Regions from separate parts of the Mus musculus genome. Here region 1 is linked to region 2. A link is a contact called in public promoter capture Hi-C data. All regions are on one chromosome and are shown on one strand. The core of a region is the stretch at or near the end of the contact, and the rest is flanking DNA. Distances in the headings are between cores, read along the strand shown.

Region 1 (4,316 bases), core at 1,603-4,102, 160 kb after region 2:
GAGCCATCTCTCCAGGTTCCCTACTTTTTATTTTGGAGATAGACCCTCTTGCTAAGTTGGGCTAGGCTGGCCCAAAAGTGATCTTTCTCCGTCATCCTTTCTAGTAGCTGGGATTTCAGGCTTGTACTACCCAGGCCAGTTAAGGTAAATCTTTGGGAAGCACTTTTAAGCATCAAACTTAAAGTCAGTTTCTGTTTTTCTTTCTCCTTCTCTTCTCTTCTCTTCTCTTCTCTTCTCTTCTCTTCTCTTCTCTTCTCTCTTCCTTTTCTTCTAGCGTCTCCTTTTTTTCTCCATCTCTTCTTTCTTTAAGACTTCACTACTGTAGCCCAGGCTGGCCAGGAACTCTAAATCCTTCTGTGGTAGTCTCCTAAATTCTGGGACTACAAAGATATGCCATCCTACTCAGGTTTGTTTATTTGTTTATTTATTTGTTCTTTATTATTTTAAAAAACACTTAGCACTTTTATATTTCTGGAGCTTTTATATTTCTGAAACCTCATGTGCAGAATGCAAGGAGAGTAATTGGCTTTTTCCAGATGGACAGGCACTTCCCCCAGGACTGTTGAGTTAGTAATTATTCTGCTCTGTGTTCGGTCGATCTATTGTTTATCTCTTTGCTATTATCAGGCTTTGGTCACTGTGACTTTGGAGGACACTCTGCTGCCTGGTAGGGCAAGGCCCCTATTAGTGTCTCTTAAATTTTGTTTTCAATTATTTCCTCTCAAAGTTTCTTGGCCCTGTATGTATTTAGTCTCCTAGATAAATTTTAGAATCAACTTGTCCGTTTCTAAGATGTGTTGGGACTGGGATCCAACCTGTACTGAACTGACACCGTTACAATCCTAATTGGTCTCATCCAAAGCATGATTTGTTGTCACTGGCCAGGTCACCAGAAGGTCCAGTTCTTGCTTTCTTCTATGGATCTGGTGCACGCTCAAAGCGTGTGCACTTGTTTTTGTAGCTTTGGTGACACAGGATTTTCTTTTTCCCTTTGATTAAAAGAAATTTTATAAGTAGCAATTTACAGAAGAATGTAACTTAGGCAAGAGAGGGAGAAAAAGAGAGAGAGACTTCTTTGGAAGGCAGCCAAGGCCTTGCCTGCAAGCCAAGGACAGAAAGGGGAGTGGGCCTCTCAGGGAGGAGGACAGGCCTCGGCTGTTTACTCTCTTGCTGCTTCTTTAGCTTAGCTTTCCCCTCCCCAATACAGTTTTGTTTTCTTTGATTTTTCTCTCGTTCACTTATCTGGAAGCTCGGTAGTGTAGGACAAACCTGAGTAGAGAGAGGGGCTACCCATGTGAATGGAGGATTTTCACACAATAACTGTGGACCACGGAAGCCAGGCCAAAAAGCAAAGGTTTCAAGGCACCACATCAGGATATCAAAAGAATGAGTTTTTGTTTTTTGTTTCTTTTTCTGCCTATGAGAATTTGGCTTGATACAGTTGACTTGATTGTTATGGCTCCTCCCCCATGGCCAGCTTCAGGTGATCGATAAACAAGGACTGACAGTTGCTATGTAATGGATTATCAATTGCACAAAATGTCCCAGATCCATGAGACGGTATATAGGAAGTTTGTTCAGGCTAGAGAAGCCTTCCACCACCTCTAAAACTGACTGACTCCAACTCTACTCTTTAGATTTTTCATTAAAAGCAAACACTTGCATGTATGAATGTTTTGCCTGAATGCCTCTACACCATGCATGTGCTGTGCCCATGGAGATGAGAAGAGATTGTACAACCACCTGGAACTGGAGTTACAGATGGCTGTGGGCCGCCATGTGGGTACTGGGACTTGAACCCATGTCCTCTGGAAGCCTAGCCAGTGCTCTAATTCACTGAGCCATCTCTTCAGTCCTACACTTCATGTTTAACTTTCTTGTGTTAGAAAGGATTGTTTCATAAAAGACATTCCCCTCCCAAGCCTAGCTAGTCACTCCATCCTAAGAAATGTTTTCATAATGTAGACCAGAAGTTGATGTCAACTGCCAGACCAAGAGCCAGGGTAAAAACTACAGTGGTGCTGGGTGGTGGTGGCGGCGCACGCCTTTAATCCCAGCACTTGGGAGGCAGAGGCAGCCTGGTTTACAGAGTTTCAGGGCAGCCAGGGCTACACAGAGAAACCCTATCTTGAAAAAAAAAAAAAAAGCTACAGTGCCAATTTGGAAGTAGAAAACTCAACAGTCTTGCTTTTGTTAATTATTGATATATTTTATTTTCAAATTTAGGAAAACCACTTTTAGTTAGGTGTACTGAGCTGTAAATACAGTTAAAAACAAAACAAAACAAATACAGGTTCAGGTCATTACCAGTGACTAATTTTTGTTTTTGAGATAGGATCCCACTATGCAGCCCTGGCTAGCCTGGAACTCACTATTTAGAGCTGGCTGGTCTTGAACTCACTGAGACCCTCCTGCCTCTGCTTCCAGAGCTCTGAAATCAGAGACCAGGGACCAATTTGAGAGTGTGCTAAACCCTAAGGAAAAATAAGTCTAGAGACTGAGGACTATGACAGCAAAGGGGGTTTGAGAGTGGCATCCCTGCCAGCCTTAGCCCTTCTGGCTGATATAAAAGAACTTCGCAAGGACAGGACAGCTATGTAACTGGAAGATCAGTATTTGTTTTGGATGAGTTCTTTTCCTTCTAATACAAGATCCCATTTCTCCAAGCTCTGCTTCCCCGCCCAGTCTGCAAACAAGAGTCAGGTTTCTCTCTCTGCCGAAGGGGCCACCCAGAGCCGAGCTAGACCTGGGGCCCCGTTAGGGGCTTAATCCCGGCTAGTTCCGTCCTACTGACACATCGGCTCGCCCAGGGCGTGGCTTCCGGTAGCGAAGGCATGCTTTCCGGTAGGTCCTTTGCCTTCCGGGGCGGGACTTCCTGCCCTAAAAGAGCCCGGCTGCCAAAGTGATTGGAGTGCGAATTACGCGGGCCCATGGGCTCCCGAGGCCCAATGCTTTTTGGAAAAGGGGTCAGAGAGATCGTTCTTTTTAGCTGATGCTTACTTTTTACATTGCGCGACGCCTCCATTTGCACGAAAGCTCTGGGCTTTTGTTGCCCACCTGAGGCTCTTCCGCTTCCCCTTTCCCCAGGCTCCGCCCCCAGCGTCCCGTGGCTATGACGACCGCTCCGCGGGATTCAGTAGTGTGGAAGCTGGCGGGACTTTTGCGGGAGTCGGGTGAGTGGACTTCTGGCTTATTTGGTTGGGAGTTCTAGGTGTGTTCGATACTGTCCAGAAACGCCGGGAATCACCGAGTCATTGCCGGCGGGGTCACGAGGTGCCGGCGTCTTCTGGGTGTGTTCCTTGTGACGCGTTGTTTACAGTCATGCCTTTGACAGTCTAAACTCTATCCATCTCTCATAGCACTTAACTCTCCAGAGGAAAGGGATCATTAATAGATTAAACACTTGCAGACAAGAACATAATCACTTGTACCGAAAGCCAAGTATAAGCACCTTAGACACCAGAGATTTGGAGACCCACATAGGTTAGTCCCAACCCTCTATCAGACTTGGATAAGTTTTTAGACCCTCAGTATTCTTCTCAGATAGGTTAGCATAGGGATTGTATTGAACGCAAAAGATAGCGGGATTTTAGTTAGCTTATTTAGTGCAGTGCATGCATGCATAATAAGTGTTCAAAAGATAGTGTTACTATAGTTGCTGCCCCAGTGCCTGGGCATGGCAAAGATCACTGTGTTGTTTGGTTTTTGTTTTTTTTTTTGTTTTGTTTTGTTTTTTTGTTTTGTTTTTTTTTTTTTTTTGAGACAGGGTTTCTCTGTGTAGTCCTGGCTGTCCTGGAACTCACTTTGTAGACCAGGCTGGCCTCGAACTCAGAAATCCGCCTGCCTCTGCCTCCCAAGTGCTGGGATTAAAGGCATGTGCCACCACGCCTGGCACTATGTTGTTTGTTATGTGGTTGCCATCATCAGCTAAATGATCACAATCATGATTCTTTGAGAGCTGGGGATATAGTTCAGTAGCAGAGCATATGTTTAGCATGTACAAAACTTTGACTTATAATCCCTAGCATCCTCCCCACACACACAGAAAGGAGAGATTCTTCTTTGAGCCCCGGCTTTCCTATCTGTAAGGTGGGGTTAATGGATGTCTTTAGGAGATAAGGATGAGATCTAGATGAAGCAGCTGTCATTTGGAATGTGTGACCTCGATGGCATTAGTGCTCCATATCTATATACTCCCACCATGGCATCCTTGGAGTCTCTTGATGGCAGTTCATTTTCTGGTTTGTGTTAATAATTACTCCCATGCTGTGCCTTTTCTAGACTTCCAGGGGACACCTTGAATTATGTGCATGTCT
Region 2 (4,372 bases), core at 1,200-3,699:
AAGCCTCTTCCCCAGCTTTCCATGTGTAGCCAGAGCAAGTTGACATCCCCCACCCCACCCCAAACAGAAGTCAGGAAACAAGGCGACCACAGGGACCAGTTTAGCAAACCCCAATTTATTCATAAATTCCAGAGATCTCAGCTTGACCCTGCTCAGAACCCACACCCCTTGAGCCAATTCTTACAGTCAGGAGATGCAATGGCAGGGATCTGAGTCATGTATCTACTCGTTGAGCTTCAAGAAGTGAACTGTGTCATCTGAGAGAAGGACAAGGGCCAGAAAATGACAATGACAACTGAAGGTGCTGCCTGGGATGTGTTAAGGATCCATAACAGCCTCCAAAATCCTCTAGAAGCATACAGTCTAGATTGGGAGCTGAGGCCCCAAAATAACTAGAACATAACAGCTTGCACTGACTTGAAGCCTGGATAGGAATATCTGGGGCTCCCCATCCATTTCATAAATGTGTCTCGGGGATAAAAATTAGCTGCTTAATGTGAAAGGCTTTGAAAAGACTGCAGTTGCAAGTCCTTCACAGTTCACTTGCTGTAGACGCATCCGGTCTGGAACCAAAGCTTAGTGTTTGGTTTCAGAGCTGGGGTCAAGGGGCTGAGGCACATATTTTACCAAAGTAGACCTGGCCTCCAGGTTCTCTCAGCATCCCTCAGTCCCTACCTGGTATACCCTGCCCTCAACCTTGAACTTTCCAGTCCAGGGGCTTAGCTGCCCTTTTCCCATAGGCTCATCCCTATATAATCCAGACATTTTGGTCTCTCTTCTTCTCTCTCTGAGCTAGAGCCCTTTCTCTCTTCTTTCTCTTTCCTCCTCTCCCCACCCATGAAACTCCCCTGGCCTCCATCCTTGGGGTCAGTGAACTCGCCTGAGAGCAGCTCCCCAACAAACCTGCCTTTAAAATCATCTAATCTGGCTTGAATTGGCTCATTTCTATGGCAGAGAAAGAGCCAATCACCTAGACCCTGTAGTCAGGCTACCTCACTATGCTACGCTACGCAAATGGCATTTATGTGGCCCCTGCTTCACGATGCTATCGGAGAACTGGGGAGTCACAGGCGTGGTGTTCCCAGCAGGGATCAGTACATATAAGGCATTATTGTTATTGTTGGTGTATGCTTTATTGTCTCCCTGGCCTGTTCAAAGGCTCATTGCACAGTCATGCGAAGCTGTTTGGCCCCCACTCTATGACTAAGGACCCTGAGAGGTAGGGAGGACAAGGACATGCCTTTTGGCACCGCTTTCTCTCTGACCAGCCCTGGGTAGGACTACGGCTCCTAATCCAGGGCTCCATTTCCAAGGTTGAGCTATGGACCCCTAATCTAGTACTCTATCTCCAGGGTTTGTGTTCTAGGAGGGTCAGGGCTCAGTGAAGAGCTGCAGCAAGGTGCACAGAGAAATGTAGATGCCCTTAGGGGTCGGTGTGCGCCTTGTGCTTCAGGGAAGAGAGAGGCGAACACACCCCAGGCCTTCATCTCTGTTGGGGTCCTGGAGTGACTGAAGCTTGTCGCTGTCAGCCTTCCTTGACACCTCTGTCTCCTCAGGTGCCTGGCTCCCAGTCCCCAGAACGCCTCTCCTGTACCTTGCTTCCTAGCTGGGCCTTTCCTTCTCCTCTATAAATACCAGCTCTGGTATTTCGCCTTGGCAGCTGTTGCTGCTAGGGAGACGGCTGGCTTGACATGCATCTCCTGACAAAACACAAACCCGTGGTGTGAGTGGGTGTGGGCGGTGTGAGTAGGGGGATGAATCAGAGAGGGGGCGAGGGAGACAGGGGCGCAGGAGTCAGGCAAAGGCGATGCGGGGGTGCGACTACACGCAGTTGGAAACAGTCGTCAGAAGATTCTGGAAACTATCTTGCTGGCTATAAACTTGAGGGAAGCAGAAGGCCAACATTCCTCCCAAGGGAAACTGAGGCTCAGAGTTAAAACCCAGGTATCAGTGATATGCATGTGCCCCGGCCAGGGTCACTCTCTGACTAACCGGTACCTACCCTACAGGCCTACCTAGAGACTCTTTTGAAAGGATGGTAGAGACCTGTCCGGGCTTTGCCCACAGTCGTTGGAAACCTCAGCATTTTCTAGGCAACTTGTGCGAATAAAACACTTCGGGGGTCCTTCTTGTTCATTCCAATAACCTAAAACCTCTCCTCGGAGAAAATAGGGGGCCTCAAACAAACGAAATTCTCTAGCCCGCTTTCCCCAGGATAAGGCAGGCATCCAAATGGAAAAAAAGGGGCCGGCCGGGGGTCTCCTGTCAGCTCCTTGCCCTGTGAAACCCAGCAGGCCTGCCTGTCTTCTGTCCTCTTGGGGCTGTCCAGGGGCGCAGGCCTCTTGCGGGGGAGCTGGCCTCCCCGCCCCCTCGCCTGTGGCCGCCCTTTTCCTGGCAGGACAGAGGGATCCTGCAGCTGTCAGGGGAGGGGCGCCGGGGGGTGATGTCAGGAGGGCTACAAATAGTGCAGACAGCTAAGGGGCTCCGTCACCCATCTTCACATCCACTCCAGCCGGCTGCCCGCCCGCTGCCTCCTCTGTGCGTCCGCCCAGCCAGCCTCGTCCACGCCGCCACCATGAGCCAGGCCTACTCGTCCAGCCAGCGCGTGTCCTCCTACCGCCGCACCTTCGGCGGCGCCCCGGGCTTCTCTCTGGGCTCCCCGCTGAGCTCTCCCGTGTTCCCTCGAGCAGGCTTCGGTACCAAGGGCTCCTCGAGTTCAATGACATCCCGCGTGTACCAGGTGTCGCGCACGTCGGGCGGGGCTGGAGGCTTGGGGTCGCTGCGGTCTAGCCGGCTGGGGACCACCCGAGCGCCATCCTATGGCGCGGGCGAGCTGCTGGACTTCTCCCTGGCCGACGCTGTGAACCAGGAGTTCCTGGCCACGCGCACCAACGAGAAGGTGGAGCTGCAAGAGCTCAATGACCGCTTCGCCAACTACATCGAGAAGGTGCGCTTCTTGGAGCAGCAGAACGCCGCGCTCGCCGCCGAGGTCAACCGGCTCAAGGGCCGCGAACCGACTCGGGTCGCCGAGCTCTACGAGGAGGAGATGCGCGAGCTGCGGCGCCAGGTGGAGGTGCTCACCAACCAGCGCGCCCGGGTCGACGTGGAGCGTGACAACCTGATAGACGACCTGCAGAGGCTCAAGGCCAAGTGAGGGCCTCCCAGATCTTTCCCCTCACCCCCGTCCCCAGCAGCCCCCCTCCCCCTCGCCTGAGACCCTCCCTCCTCAGCCCATGTTTGGAAAAGGTCATTCCCCGGTGTTCGCTAAGTAGAGATCTTTCCTGGCCCCTTCTATGTAACACTGGAGTAGTAGTCTTGGGAAGGTAGACAGAAGAAATGGGGGAAATGGGGGAAATGGGGGAACCTTGCCTAGTGCACGGTGGGCAGCTGCCTGTGAAAGGATGCTAAGTTGCTAGAGTGATGATGACCATAGTCAAGGAAAGGGTCAGAGCACGTTCTGAGGGAGAAGCGAGGCTGATGAGAGCCTGGAAGGATGGATGGGCTGGGAAGAGCAGGAGGGAAGCCAGGCAGTAGTTTTAAGCTTAGCTGTGATGAGGCCCAAGGGAGGGGCGGGGATGGGGGTGGGGTGGGGGCTAGGCCCCTGGGCCTAGCTGAGGTAATGTTATTGCACTTGGTAAATGGACAGGTTTGAGTAAAGGGGACAGTGGATAAAGGCTGTGACCCATTCCACCACGATCCAGTAAAAGAGGCTGAATAATCCGGATATGGGGGCACCCCCTGTAATTCCAGCACTAGGGAGGATGATACAGAACTGCCATGAGTTCTAGGCAAGCCTAGGATACGGAGCAAATACAAGGCCAACCGGGCCTACTTAGCAAGATTTGTTTTAGAAAATTAAAAAAGTTTATTTAAACAAACAAACAAACAAAAACAGAAAAGACTCCGTACATCATGACGGTCCTGTTTCTGTTTACCCAGATGAGCAGTGTCACCTTCTTGCCACCAAAGTCACAGACATTTATTTAGCTCCTACATGGGTCAGGCTAAGCCTGGGAACACAGAGGTGGATAAAATAAAACAGAGTTCCTAACCCCGGGGAGGTCAGACTATCTGGGACACAAGACTTCAAGGGAGTGGCTCCAGGGTTGAGACAGAGCCACTTCCTGCTCCACCCCCCCGTAGGCGGGGCTTCTGCTGCTTTTTTTTTTTTTCCCCCTGGGCCTCTTGTTCTACCCAACCACCAAGACATGTCCCTGTGTCCTGAGCTGGCTCCCTGATAGGTCCCCAGTCAGTAGTTCTCTACAGCTGGCTTTGTCCCTCACTATTTGTCTGTCTGTTTGTCTGCCCTGGCTAGACTACAGGAGGAAATCCAACTAAGAGAAGAAGCAGAGAACAACTTGGCTGCCTTCCG

What was found. Capture Hi-C pulls out chosen DNA fragments and counts their contacts.
Region 1: a contact with region 2 is called in a promoter capture Hi-C map of adipose tissue. The contact joins the promoter of Stk11ip here to the promoter of Des in region 2. A contact is called at or near these places in 4 of 39 promoter capture datasets (the 3T3-L1 cell line, 3T3-L1-derived adipocytes, hippocampal neurons and 1 more), 5 of 115 datasets of contacts at active chromatin or transcription factors (bone marrow-derived macrophages, embryonic stem cells and epiblast stem cells) and 3 of 9 other capture datasets (adipose tissue, liver and pancreatic islet).

What each region holds. Positions count from the first base shown.
Region 1 is chr1:75,518,677-75,522,992 of GRCm38.p6, forward strand. Stk11ip (serine/threonine kinase 11 interacting protein) reads left to right here and starts at 2,853. Exons shown (of 25, transcript NM_027886.3): 1 at 2,853-2,966; 2 at 3,088-3,173. The coding sequence starts at 3,113.
Region 2 is chr1:75,357,843-75,362,214 of GRCm38.p6, forward strand. It overlaps Des (desmin), which reads left to right and starts at 2,450. Exons shown (of 9, transcript NM_010043.2): 1 at 2,450-3,150; 2 at 4,316-4,372. The coding sequence starts at 2,576. RefSeq lists cis regulatory regions at 1-3,098, 1-2,561, 1,514-2,682, 1,957-2,123, an enhancer at 1,513-1,912, silencers at 1,912-1,957, 2,124-2,411 and a promoter at 2,412-2,492.